3 separate regions of the Mus musculus genome follow, and all the other regions are linked to region 3. Evidence: chromatin contacts called from public Hi-C and promoter capture Hi-C data. All regions are on one chromosome and are shown on one strand. The core of a region is the stretch at or near the end of the contact, and the rest is flanking DNA. Distances in the headings are between cores, read along the strand shown.

Region 1 (3,703 bases), core at 987-3,486, 2.0 Mb before region 3:
TGTATATGGGATGGATTCCCGGGCGGGGTAGTCTCTGGATTGTCTTTCCTTCCATCTTAGCTCTGAACTTTGTCTCTGTAACTCCTTCTGTGGGTACTTTGTTTCCCATTCTAAGAAGGAACAAAGTATCCACACTTTGGTTTTCCTTCTTCTTGAGTTTCATGTGTTTTGCAAATTGTATCTTGGATATTCTAAGTTTTTGGGCTAATATCTGCTTATCAGTGAGTGCATACCATGTGTGTTCTTTTGTGATTGGGTTATCTCACTCAGGATGATATCCTCCAGATGCATCCATTTGCCTAAGAATTTCATGAATTCATTCTTTTTAATAGCTGAGTAGTACTCCATTGTGTAAATGTACCACATTTTCTGTATCCATTCCTCTGTTGATGGACATCTAGATTCTTTCCAGCCTCTGGCTATTATAAATAAGGCTGCTATGAACATAGTGGAGCATGTGTCCTCATTACAAGTTGGAACATCTTCTGGGTATATGCCCAAGAGAGGCATTGCTAGATCTTCCGGTAGTACTATGTCCAATTTTCGGAGGAACCACCAAACTGATTTCCAGAGTGGTTCCTCCACCCTGCATTCTGTTCTCAGTGGGAAGATCTAGACCATCTGTGAACTGGCCACGATGACACATTGCTGTGTAATCCTAGCATTTGAATAGTATAGACAAGAAGATCAGAGTTAAATTCAAGGCCAGCTTGGCCTAAATAGTTCTAGACCATCCAGGGCTAGAGTGCAAATACTTACCCTATGTGTAGACACCTCACATTATCCTTGGCTTTAGTCTCATATTCTACATTAGGTTTACTGATTTATTTACAGTGCTGGATGCATTCCCTATTTTATTGTCTCTCCCCATTTACCATTATTTCTAATGTACACCTAGTTCTGCAATTGTTTTTATTATGCAACTTAAAAAGGAAAGTTTACTTCTCAGCAAGAAGAGAGCTCTGTTCTCTGGGGATCATGAGATTCCTCCAGCCAGAAGCACATGATGGTTCATCTCATATTTTCTCTTTTAATCTTCCATATGGCTTTCCTTTCATGTTTCCTGATAATCCTTCCTAGTTTTCAATCTTTGAAAAATGAGAAAAGGTCAGGTGTGGTGGTAAACAACTTTAATCTTAGCACTCAGAAGACAGAGGCCATGAGATGTCTGAGAGTGCAAAGCCAGAATGATCTCCATGGCTAGTTCCAAGCCTGTCACGCCAACAAAGTGAGACAATCTCAAAAATAAATAATTGAGAACCCTTTTAAGGTCGGGTGAAAATAAAGGGAAAAGGCAAAGAAAAGGAGAGACATTGGCCAAGAGCAGTTGCTTCCATTTACAGCACCCAGACAAGGACTCAAAATCATCTGTAGCTCCAATCCCAGGGGGTCCTACCCTTTCTTCTGACCTCCACAACCACTAGGCATGCACGGGGGGCATGATTATACATGCAGGCAAAATATATGAAATAAGTCTAATAAAAATTTAAAAATCACTAGAAAAGGTATTTTTATGAGGATACAATTTCAGACTCCTAGAAGTAGTTACAAATACTGGTAGGCAACAACTCCCGTGGCCACGTGAGACAGCCTTGGGCTTTCAGTACATCACCTTCCACCAGTCTTGCCCGGTTGTAAGGAACTGAGGCACTTTGATGATGGCTTCCTTATCACTGGAGCGTGAGTGCGGCCCTGGTACTTTCTGAAGGAGCAAGAACCACTAGATGAGCCATAGTAAGTATTGGCAAGATTTACCTCTGCCAGTGGTAGCGCGCACGCGCGCCGTCCCCCAAGTGGGAGGCGTGTAAGCCGTGATAACCATTACAAAACAACCGGAAGTGACCTAGGGGCGCGCAACTTCTTGGATCCAGATGTAGTTTCCTGCTAGGACCGCTTGTGCTTGGAGGCTGGACCGTTGGGGTTGTGCATGTCTGCGGGTGGACTTGGTGCCCCACGTGCTTTGTGCCGGGCTCTGTGAGTTGCAGCGTGAGGTGAGTGACCGTCAGGCTGGCAGGACACCGGGCTGTCGCGCCGCGGTTTGTGCTGCCTGATGGCTGCAGGTGGGCATCAGCCCTGTTTTCGTTCTTCTCTTGCGGGGTTTTCGCTTCTGTTTTGTCACTTACCGATATGCTCTGCTGTGGGATTTTGCCACATCGTTCGAGAACGTTGTGTGTTCAGGGACACAGTTTGGGCAGGAGTCAGTGCATGGGCGCTGCAGGATCCGAGCCTAAGATCAATGTGCTGTGCTTGTTGAGGGCGACCGCGCTGCTTTCTGGTCCCTTAGTGTTTGAGTAGCTGGTAAGTGGTCTGTGAGAGGAGAAAAACTCCAAGGAGTAAGAGAAAACGGGAAAATGAATTTATGTACATTTTGGCCCAAACTGGGACCAAACGTATTTATGTCGCCCTACGCAGTAGTAGCAATTGCTTTTATTGAGTAGAGGGAACTGTATGAAAGCCAGGGAATAGGGGTAAGCTGTTTAGTGTGGTCCCAGTCATCCAAGCAGGGATTTAAGCCTTAGTTTCACCCCAGACACCAGGTGTTCTGATCATTTCCTCCCCGTGTTATATTTTCTATATGGAGCTGGAGCTGAAAACAGAAAAGGAATTTAAAAACAAAAAACAAACAAACAAAAGAACTAAACCGAATTCAATTTCTATTGTCAGTTTACATAACTATTGGGGTCCATATGTGTGGCTAAGTTGGAGGCTGGCCTGTGCTAGGAGCAGAAAGGTGTGCTCTAAAGAGGTTTTAGGTCAGAAGCCTAGTTTTCTGCATCCAAACAGTCAAGGGCCAGCCTCAACCAGTAGCCTCCTGTAGAGACCAGTGAGGTGAAAAGCAGAAAGCGGAGGGACTGAGATGTGGATGAGCACTGTTGGGTTCCCACTATCCACATTCACACTGTGGCTTTGAGCTGCCAGGAAATGCAGTTCCTAGGAATCCACTGCTCCCCCTCTGGCCTCCTGGTGCACACACAGACAGCCAACAATCCCTATAATTTTTTCCTTTTCCTTTTCCTTTTCCTTTTCCTTTTCCTTTTCCTTTTCCTTTTCCTTTTTCTTTTTAAAAAAAATTTTTGAATAGAAAGAATAGGCCTTTGACAAAATTCTTTTTCCCCAGTGAGCTACTTTCTCCACCTAACCCCCCTCACACACACATCATTTGGTAAAAAAAGAAAAGAGAACCAGAGGGTGAGACTCCACACATTGGTTACATTAAGCAGAAGAATAGTTAAAGTGACCTAGTGATCCCATGTCTGTCTCTAGTGCACAGATTTAAGGTTAAGTTTAGAAATCAAGCTTTATGTATTAAAGTAGTGCTGCAGGTTGTGGTGGCACACGACTGTCCTGTAATCTTAGCACTCTACACTCGGAGGCTGCAGGATGACTGCATTATGGAGGCTGGGCTGGGCATGAAGTAGGCTAGGAGTCAGCAGTGTAGAAGTAAGAGCCAAAGTGTAGAAGACATGCATAATGCTTTTTAGAAAAAGCAGATTTGTGTGTGTGTTTCATTTTCAAGGTTTGTTTTTATTTTACATATATGAATGAGTATTTGACTGGTTGTATATAGGTACACCAAGTGTGTGCCTAATGCCCAGAGAAGCCAGAAGAGATCTGAGACCCTGGAATGTGGAGGAGGTTGTGAGCCCCATGTGGGTACTGAACCTGGGACCTCTGCAAGGTCACCAAGTGCTCATAATCTCTG
Region 2 (3,599 bases), core at 1,073-3,572, 1.1 Mb before region 3:
TATAGGCGATTCTTCAAAATTCATGACAATGCCCATGTCTGGGCTTTAAGCAGATCTCAGGGCACAGAAGTCAGCATTTGAATACACAGTGCATGAGGCCAACCCTCAACAAATTTTAATTTAAAATCAAGGGCAATACATGTCAAAGACACATGTCTCTGAGTGGCCTTGTTCTCCTGAGCTAATCTATTTTCATTCACAGACATGAGGCTGGCAAGCAATATGAAATTTGACAAACTTGGGCTCTGCGAGGCTTGAACTAAATGCTGCCTATCTCCTTATAATACACCTGACAAAGAGCATTTGGTGATCTTACAGAGGTCCCAGGTTCAGTACCCACATGGGGCTCACAACTCTAATTCCAGGGTCTCAGATCTCCTCTTCTGGCTTCTCTGGGCATTAGGCACACACTTGGTGCACCTATATACAACCAGTCAAATGTTCATATGTGTAAAATAAAAACAAACCTTGAAAATGAAACACACACCCAAATCTGCTTTTACTAAAAAGCATTATGCGTGTCTTCTACACTTTGGCTCTTACTACTACTCTGCTGACTCCTAGCCTACTTCATGCCCAGCCCAGCCTCCATAATGCAGTCATCCTGCAGCCTCCGAGTGTAGAGTGCTAAGATTACAGGACAGTCGTGTGCCACCACAACCTGCAGCACTACTTTAATACATAATGCTTGATTTCTAAACTTAACCTTAAATCTGTGCCCTAGAGACAGACATAGGGTCACTAGGTCACTTTAACTATTCTTCTACTTAATGTAACCAATGTGTGGAGTCTCACCCTCTGGTTTTCTTTTCTTTTTTTACCAAATGGTGTGTGTGGGAGGGGGGGTTAGGTGGAGAAAGTAGCTCACTGGGGAAACAGTTTTTGTTTTTTTGTTTGTTTGTTTTTAAGGGCTATTCTTTCTATAGAAAGAAAGAAAGAAAGAAAGAAAGAGAGAGAGAGAGAGAGAGAGAGAGAGAGAGAAAGAAAGAAAGAAAGAGGAAAAACTTATAGGGATGTGTTGCCTGTCAGTGTGTGCACCAGGAGGCCAGAGGGGAGCAGTGGGTTCCTAGGAACTGCAGTTCCTGGCAGCTCAAAGCCACAGTGTGAATGTGGATAGTGGGAACCCAACAGTGCTCATCCACATCTCAGTCCCTCCGCTTTCTGCTTTTCACCTCACTGGTCTCTACAGGAGGCTACTGGTTGAGGCTGGCCCTTGCCTGTTTGGAAGCAGAAACCTAGGCTTCTGACCTAAAACCTCTTTAGAGCACACCTTTCTTTTTTTTTTTTTTTTAAAGATTTATTTATTATATGTAAGTACACTGTAGCTGTCTTCAGACACTCCAGAAGAGGGAGTCACTTGTTACAGATGGTTGTGAGCCACCATGTGGTTGCTGGGATTTGAACTCCGGACCTTCGGAAGAGCAGTCGGGTACTCTTACCCACTGAGCCATCTCACCAGCCCCCAGAGCACACCTTTCTGCTCCCAGCCACACATATGAACCCCTATAGTTATGTAAACTGACAACAGAAATTGAAAATTGAATTCGGTTTAGGTTTTTGTTTTTGTTTTTTAATCCCTTTTCTGTTTTCAGCTCCAGCTCCATATAGGAAATTTAACACCGGGAGGAAATGATCAGAACACCTGGTGTCTGGGGTGAAACTAAGGCTTAAATCCTAGGTAGGATGCCTGGGACCACACTAAACAATTTACCCCTATTCCCTGGTTTTCATACAGTTCCTTCTATTCAATAAAAGCAATCTATTGCTAATACTGCTTAGACTGACATAGATACTGCGTCCCCAGTTTGGGCGAAAACATACATAAATTCATTTTCCCTTTTTCTCTTACTCCTTGGAGTTTTTCTCCAGTTACCAGCTACGCAAACACAAAGGGACCAGAAAGCAGCGCGGTCGCCCTCACAAGCACCGCACATTGATCGCAGGCTCGGATCCTGCAGCGCCCATGCACTCACTCCTGCCCAAACTGTGTCCCTGAACACACAACGTTCTCGAACGATGTGGCAAAATCCCACAGCAGAGCATATCGGTAAGTGACAAAACAAAAGCGAAAACCCCGCAAGAGAAGAATGAAAACAGGGCTGATGCCCACCTGCAGCCATCAGGCAACACAAACCGCGGCGGGACAGCTCGGTGTCCTGCCAGCCTGACGGTCACTCACCTCACGCTGCAACTCACAGAGCCCGGCACAAAGCACGTGGGGCACCAAGTCCACCCGCAGACATGCACAACCCCAACTGTCCAGACTCCAAGCACAAGCGGTCCGAGCAGGAAACTACATCTGGATCCAAGAAGTTGTGCGCCCCTAGGTCACTTCCGGTTGTTTTGTAATGGTTATCACGGCTTACACGCCTCCCACTTCGGGGACGGCGCGCATGCGCGCTACCACTGGCAGAGATAAATCTTGCCAATACTTACTATGGCTCATCTAGTGGTTCTTGCTCTTTCAGAAAGTACCATGGCTGCACTCACGCTCCAGTGATAAGGAAGCTACCATCAAAGTGCCTCAGTTCCTTATAACCAGGCAAGACTGGTGGAAGGTGATGTATTGAAAGCCCAAGGCTGTCTCACGTGGCCACGGGAGTTGTTGCCTACCAGTATTTGTATCTACTTCTAGGAGTCTAACATTGTATCCTCATAAAAGTATCTTTTCTAGTGATTTTTAAATTTTTATTAGACTTATTTCATATATTTTGCCTGCATGTATAATCATGCCCCCCGTGCATACCTACTGGCTGTGGAGGTCAGAAGAAATGATAGGAACCCCTGGGATTGGAGCTACAGGTGATTTTGAGTCCTCATCTGGGTGCTGTGAATGGAAGCCAGAACATCTGCAAGAATAACAACTGCTCTTGGCCAATGTCTCTCCTTTTCTTTGCCTTTTCTCTTTATTTTCACCCGACCTTAAAAGGGTTCTCATTTATTTTTTTTTGAGATTGTCTCACTTTGTTGGCTTGACAGGCTTGGAACTGGCCATGGAGATCATTCTGGCTTTGCACTCTCAGACATCTCATGGCCTCTGTCTTCTTCTGAGTCCTAGGATTAAAGTTGTTTACCACCACACCTGACCTTTTCTCATTTTTCAAAGATTGAAAACTAGGAAGGATTATCAGGAAACAGGAAAGGGAAGCCATATGGAAGATTAAAAGTGAAAATATGAGATGAACCATCATGTGCTTCTGGCTGGAGGTATCTCATGATCCCCAGAGAATAGAACTCTCTTCTTGCTGAGAAGTAAACTGAACCACAGCTCATTCACCAGGAAAATGGAGCACTTGCCTCATAGATGGTGATGACTTACTAACGAGAGGCAGAAGCTGAAGCTGCACATGCATAAAATCAGAAGTTAGTGTCTATACATGAGAGAGAACATGTTGTGATTGTCTTCCTAATAATCCTCAATTGCCTCATTCATCTTTTCCAATTTATTCCATCTTTCTATAGGTTTCATTTTTGATTACCTAATAAAATTCCATTAAATTTATAATAGAGTTTAATTATACATCTGTCTGTATTGATGAACATATAGACTGATACCTTTTATTTGCTTTTGTGAAAATAGTAGAAAGAATAGTGGTAAA
Region 3 (3,840 bases), core at 198-2,697:
ATTAGGTCAGTCTCATGGAGCACAAAGAAGGAGAGGCATACAGTTTCAGCTTCTTTTGTGCTTCATCACCTCCACAGGGCAAGTGCTCCATCTTCCTGGTGGACTGACTGTGACTCAGGCTGCAAGACAGATGGGCACTGTACCACATTTACAGCCTAGAGAGGTCATAAGCATAAGGAGAGAGCCTGTGGAAGAGCAAGGTGGTGCCCGGGAGGCAATAAGTGCGTGTGGGTATCAATCATATGCTAAGATGTAGCAGAGAATCGATCAGAAGTTGATATTTGCATATTAACTTTTATGTGGTTTAATATAATTTGGCATGTGGTGATGGGTGGCTGAGACTACTTTTTGGGACCCCCGGAGCTGTATCTTTGGACACAAAACCCTGGTCACAAGAGCACCAGTACTATAATTTGTTCTCAAGACAATCAAAATCATATGTGAAGCTAGGCATGATGGCATATCCCCCCCACCCCCCAGCCCTGGAAAGCAGAAGCAGGGGATCATACCATGTTCAATGCTATACTCTTGTCTACACAGAACTAGAGAACGCTAACCTGAGATACTGCACACAATCGTTCATTTTGTTCAGATATTCGACTTTGGCCTATGGATTTATTCCCTCTACTGTACTGCACGTTTTCGTCATCAATTGATCTCTCACCATTTATCATTATCTCCCTCTCCACCTTCCTCTACACTATTTCTTATATATGCAAAACACACAATAAATAATGAAGAATTAAAATAAAAACACTTGTCATTGACAACAGATTTTCTCCACCTCTGGTCCCCATGAAAAGCCTCAGTGTCACATTTATTTCAGACCTTCATCTTTAAAGATTCCACATGGCTTCAATTCCCATTTCCCAACAAACCTAGTTTTTTTTTTCTTTATATTTATTAATTTATTTTTTATTTACTTCTTAGTTTAGAGGAAAAAAATCTTTTAAGTCCCTGAGAATATACAGAAAAAAAAATGGTATTTTTAGTAATATGCAGCATCCCGGTCTCTTGGAAATAACTGATATACACGTATAGGTAGGAAGTAAAATCCCCTGAAAATATGAGACAGCCTTGGACTTTCACTGTGTCACAGTCCACAAGCTTTGCCTGCTTATGTGCACACTGTGATGGTGGTCCCTGTATCATTGTATTGTGGGAGTGGCCATGACAGCTCCTAAAGGAACAGAAACTACAGGAAGATCCAAGTGAAGTATTGGCAAGTTGTAGCGTCACAAATAGTAGCGCGCATGCGCTTCGCCAGCCTCCACAAGGGGAAAAAAGGGGGTGTGGGAGGGTGGCGAAGAACACTGATTCGCAGTAAACGGAAGTGGTCTCGAGCGGTCATATCCGCTTAAATCTCCGCGCAGATCAGTTCTGTTATTGTTGCCCGCACTCCAGGAGAGTTTGGATTCTAACACTGAGGGCCCGGGGGCGGAAGTCGCAGGGAGGGACACTGCGCGTCCTGTGCAGAGTTCTCTGCATTGTTGTGAGAGGTGAGCGGCAGGGGCGCAGGGAGGATGCTGTGCTGTTGAGCGCTGATTTGTGTTGAGTGACAGCTGACACAGCTACTGGAGGGATGCCCTGGTTGAGCTGGGGTGGGAATCCTATGGGAGTTGGGAGAGCAGGGTTGCTGAGAGAGACAGACAGTGCAGCCAGCTACCGCAAGCCTGGGGCTAGCGTCTCTGAGGGCGATCGCGCTGCTTTCTAGTAGTAGCCTGCGAGAAGAGAACAGGCAGATACAAATGGAAAATGAGATTATTTGTGGTTTGGGCTTAATTTGGGAAAGCCAGCCATTCTCGGTCAGCCTGTGGCTTCTGCCTGCGGAACTAATACTAAGAACACGTGGAACAAAAGCCAGGGGATTTGCATATGCAAAGAGGGCACAGGCATCGGAGCTGCAAGTTGAGCCTTTGTGCAGGTAGCAAGGCTTGTAAAACAGGACCTTTTCGTTCCCAGCATGTAGTCTCCTGTAGAGAGCTAGCGCTGCAAAGCAAACGTTTAAAAGGCAAATCCTAATCCCCGGGCCGTTTTATGTGAGGGCTGGGACATGAGGCGGGTCAATGCTGCCTCTGCTGAGACCATATGGTCACAATAAGAGTCAGTGATTGGCACTTGAGCAGAAGGACCCTGTGTCCTTATTGGAGGTTGTATGTTCCTTGGGTATCACTATTGAGTTTATTGAAGATTCTCTGGAAACTAGTAAATTGTCATCTTGGCTGCCAAAGTAATAACGTTCTGGGGAACTAGGTATGCCCATTTTAACCCCGTGGTTAAATTAATCCTGTGGTCAGTCCACTTATCAGAGGTTACTTAAAGTCCAGAATGACAGTGAATATGTCCTGTGTACCATAAAAACATTGTGGACAAGGGAGAAATGTTTTGTGTCGAGGGCCTGGTGTTTATGTGCAGGGTTTCCAAGTCAGGGAAGGGATTGAGCCATTGAATTTAAGGAAGAGAAACAGGATGTCAATGTGGGCATAGATGAAAACGAAAATGTCTAGACAGGCACAGAGAGCCAGGAGTGGCCATCACCACACCACACTGCACCACATCTCTGCTCTCAGAAGGAGAAAGGGTTCTGGGTGCTGGGCACACAGAGACCGCCCGAGATCATGGGCACTGGGTGTGGTTTAGAGTAGGGAAGGAACGGGACTGGTCCTGCTCTTCCTCTTAGGGTGTGTTCTGGAACAGCCCATAAGCTTAGTTGTCATTTCTGAGAGAGAAATGGTTGTATCAATGCTGGTGGCATGCTTAAAAGAGCTCTCGTGAGAGCTGGGCACAATGGCGCACACCTTTAGTCCCAGCACTCAGGAAGCAGAGAGCCGCAGGCCAGCTACAGCAACACAGTGAGGCCATGTCTCAAAAAGTTGGGGACTGGGGAGGGCTGTGTCTGAACAGCTTAGCAAAGCTCAGAAAAAGGAGCAGCCTGAGCAGCTTGCTCGTTCTCATGTGTCTTTCTGTGTGGGTTCTGAGGGCAGGCTGAGCGTCATATCACTGCAGATCCCCAGTGCCCATGGTACACACCTGCGCCCTCACTGTGGCATCAGCGAGGTTAATTCCTTATCTCCTCACAAGTCAAAGGTACAGCAGCTGCAGTGAATCCTTCCTAACTATCGTGTTTGGCGTGTAATTCAGGGAAGGGGAGTTGTTTGGGGTTTTGGCATGTGTGTTGTATGTAGTCTATGCATGTGGGTGTGGGCATAGGTGCGAGTCTGTAAGTGCACCTGCACTGAGGCCAGAGTAAGCTACTGAGTGTCGTGTTCCATCACCCCAGCCTTATTCCCGTGAGGTTGGGTCTGTTGAGGTTGGGTCTGTCGCTGAACCTGGAGCTAGGCGGATAGCCAGTGAGCCCAGAGGTCCTCCTCTCTTTGTCCCACACAGCACTGGACTTACAGGCATTTGTAGCCAAGCCTGCCTTTTTCAGATAGCTAGGTATTTGAACTCAGGGCCTCTCGTTGGTGCAGCAAGCTCTCTTACCCACTGCGCCATCTTCCCAGACCCCAGATTATGGTGTTTGGGTTTTCTTTGTCATCACCCTGGTCAATACCAGACAGGGCTTTTCTGAGTATTATCTGTTCTAGCATGTCTACACTGGGCATGTCTTGGGCACTTAGAAACTCATGGGCAAATGTTGGCTGAGGATACAAGGTCATTCCCTCACTGGGGCTTTCTGCTGTCTCTTTAGGTCAAAGGCAGGCCACATCAGCCAGGCTGGGGGATTTTTCTACCTCACCACAGCTGGCCTCTCTGCTCAGCTGCTCTCCTGGGAACCTCTAGCCACTCAACCAGCTTCCAGTTCCTGAGAAAAATTGCATCTGCCAGCAAAGAGGCAAG

Evidence for each region. Promoter capture Hi-C pulls out the DNA fragments that hold promoters and counts their contacts. Hi-C and Micro-C count contacts between places; a contact is called where the count stands out from the background.
Region 1: a Hi-C map of CD8 T cells shows a contact between it and region 3, with 7 times the contacts expected there. The contact joins the enhancer-like site here to the promoter of Zfp658 in region 3. A contact is called at or near these places in 4 of 39 promoter capture datasets (the C10 cell line, cranial neural crest, hippocampal neurons and 1 more) and 1 of 484 Hi-C or Micro-C datasets (CD8 T cells).
Region 2: a contact with region 3 is called in a promoter capture Hi-C map of hippocampal neurons, with 3 times the contacts expected there. The contact joins the promoter of Zfp141 here to the promoter of Zfp658 in region 3. A contact is called at or near these places in 5 of 39 promoter capture datasets (the C10 cell line, the HPC-7 cell line, frontonasal cranial neural crest and 2 more), 1 of 115 datasets of contacts at active chromatin or transcription factors (large pre-B cells) and 1 of 9 other capture datasets (adipose tissue).

Annotation. Positions count from the first base shown.
Region 1 is chr7:41,597,410-41,601,112 of GRCm38.p6, forward strand. No RefSeq gene overlaps it. Among named protein-coding and RNA genes, the nearest start is that of Gm51480, 34 kb to the right of the region's middle. Within about 2 kb of position 2,237, at least 373 of the 459 cell types and tissues checked have an H3K27ac peak or open chromatin away from gene starts, as enhancers often do. A contact at or near this core is called in CD8 T cells, hippocampal neurons and pre-B cells, where this site is marked.
Region 2 is chr7:42,503,431-42,507,029 of GRCm38.p6, forward strand. It overlaps Zfp141 (zinc finger protein 141), which reads right to left and starts at 2,323. Exons shown (of 7, transcript NM_001309388.1): 1 at 2,180-2,323. Gm35353 (a long non-coding RNA gene) reads left to right here and starts at 2,397. Exons shown (of 3, transcript XR_391403.4): 1 at 2,397-3,363.
Region 3 is chr7:43,560,923-43,564,762 of GRCm38.p6, forward strand. It overlaps Zfp658 (zinc finger protein 658), which reads left to right and starts at 1,448. Exons shown (of 5, transcript NM_001008549.2): 1 at 1,448-1,499; 2 at 3,692-3,840.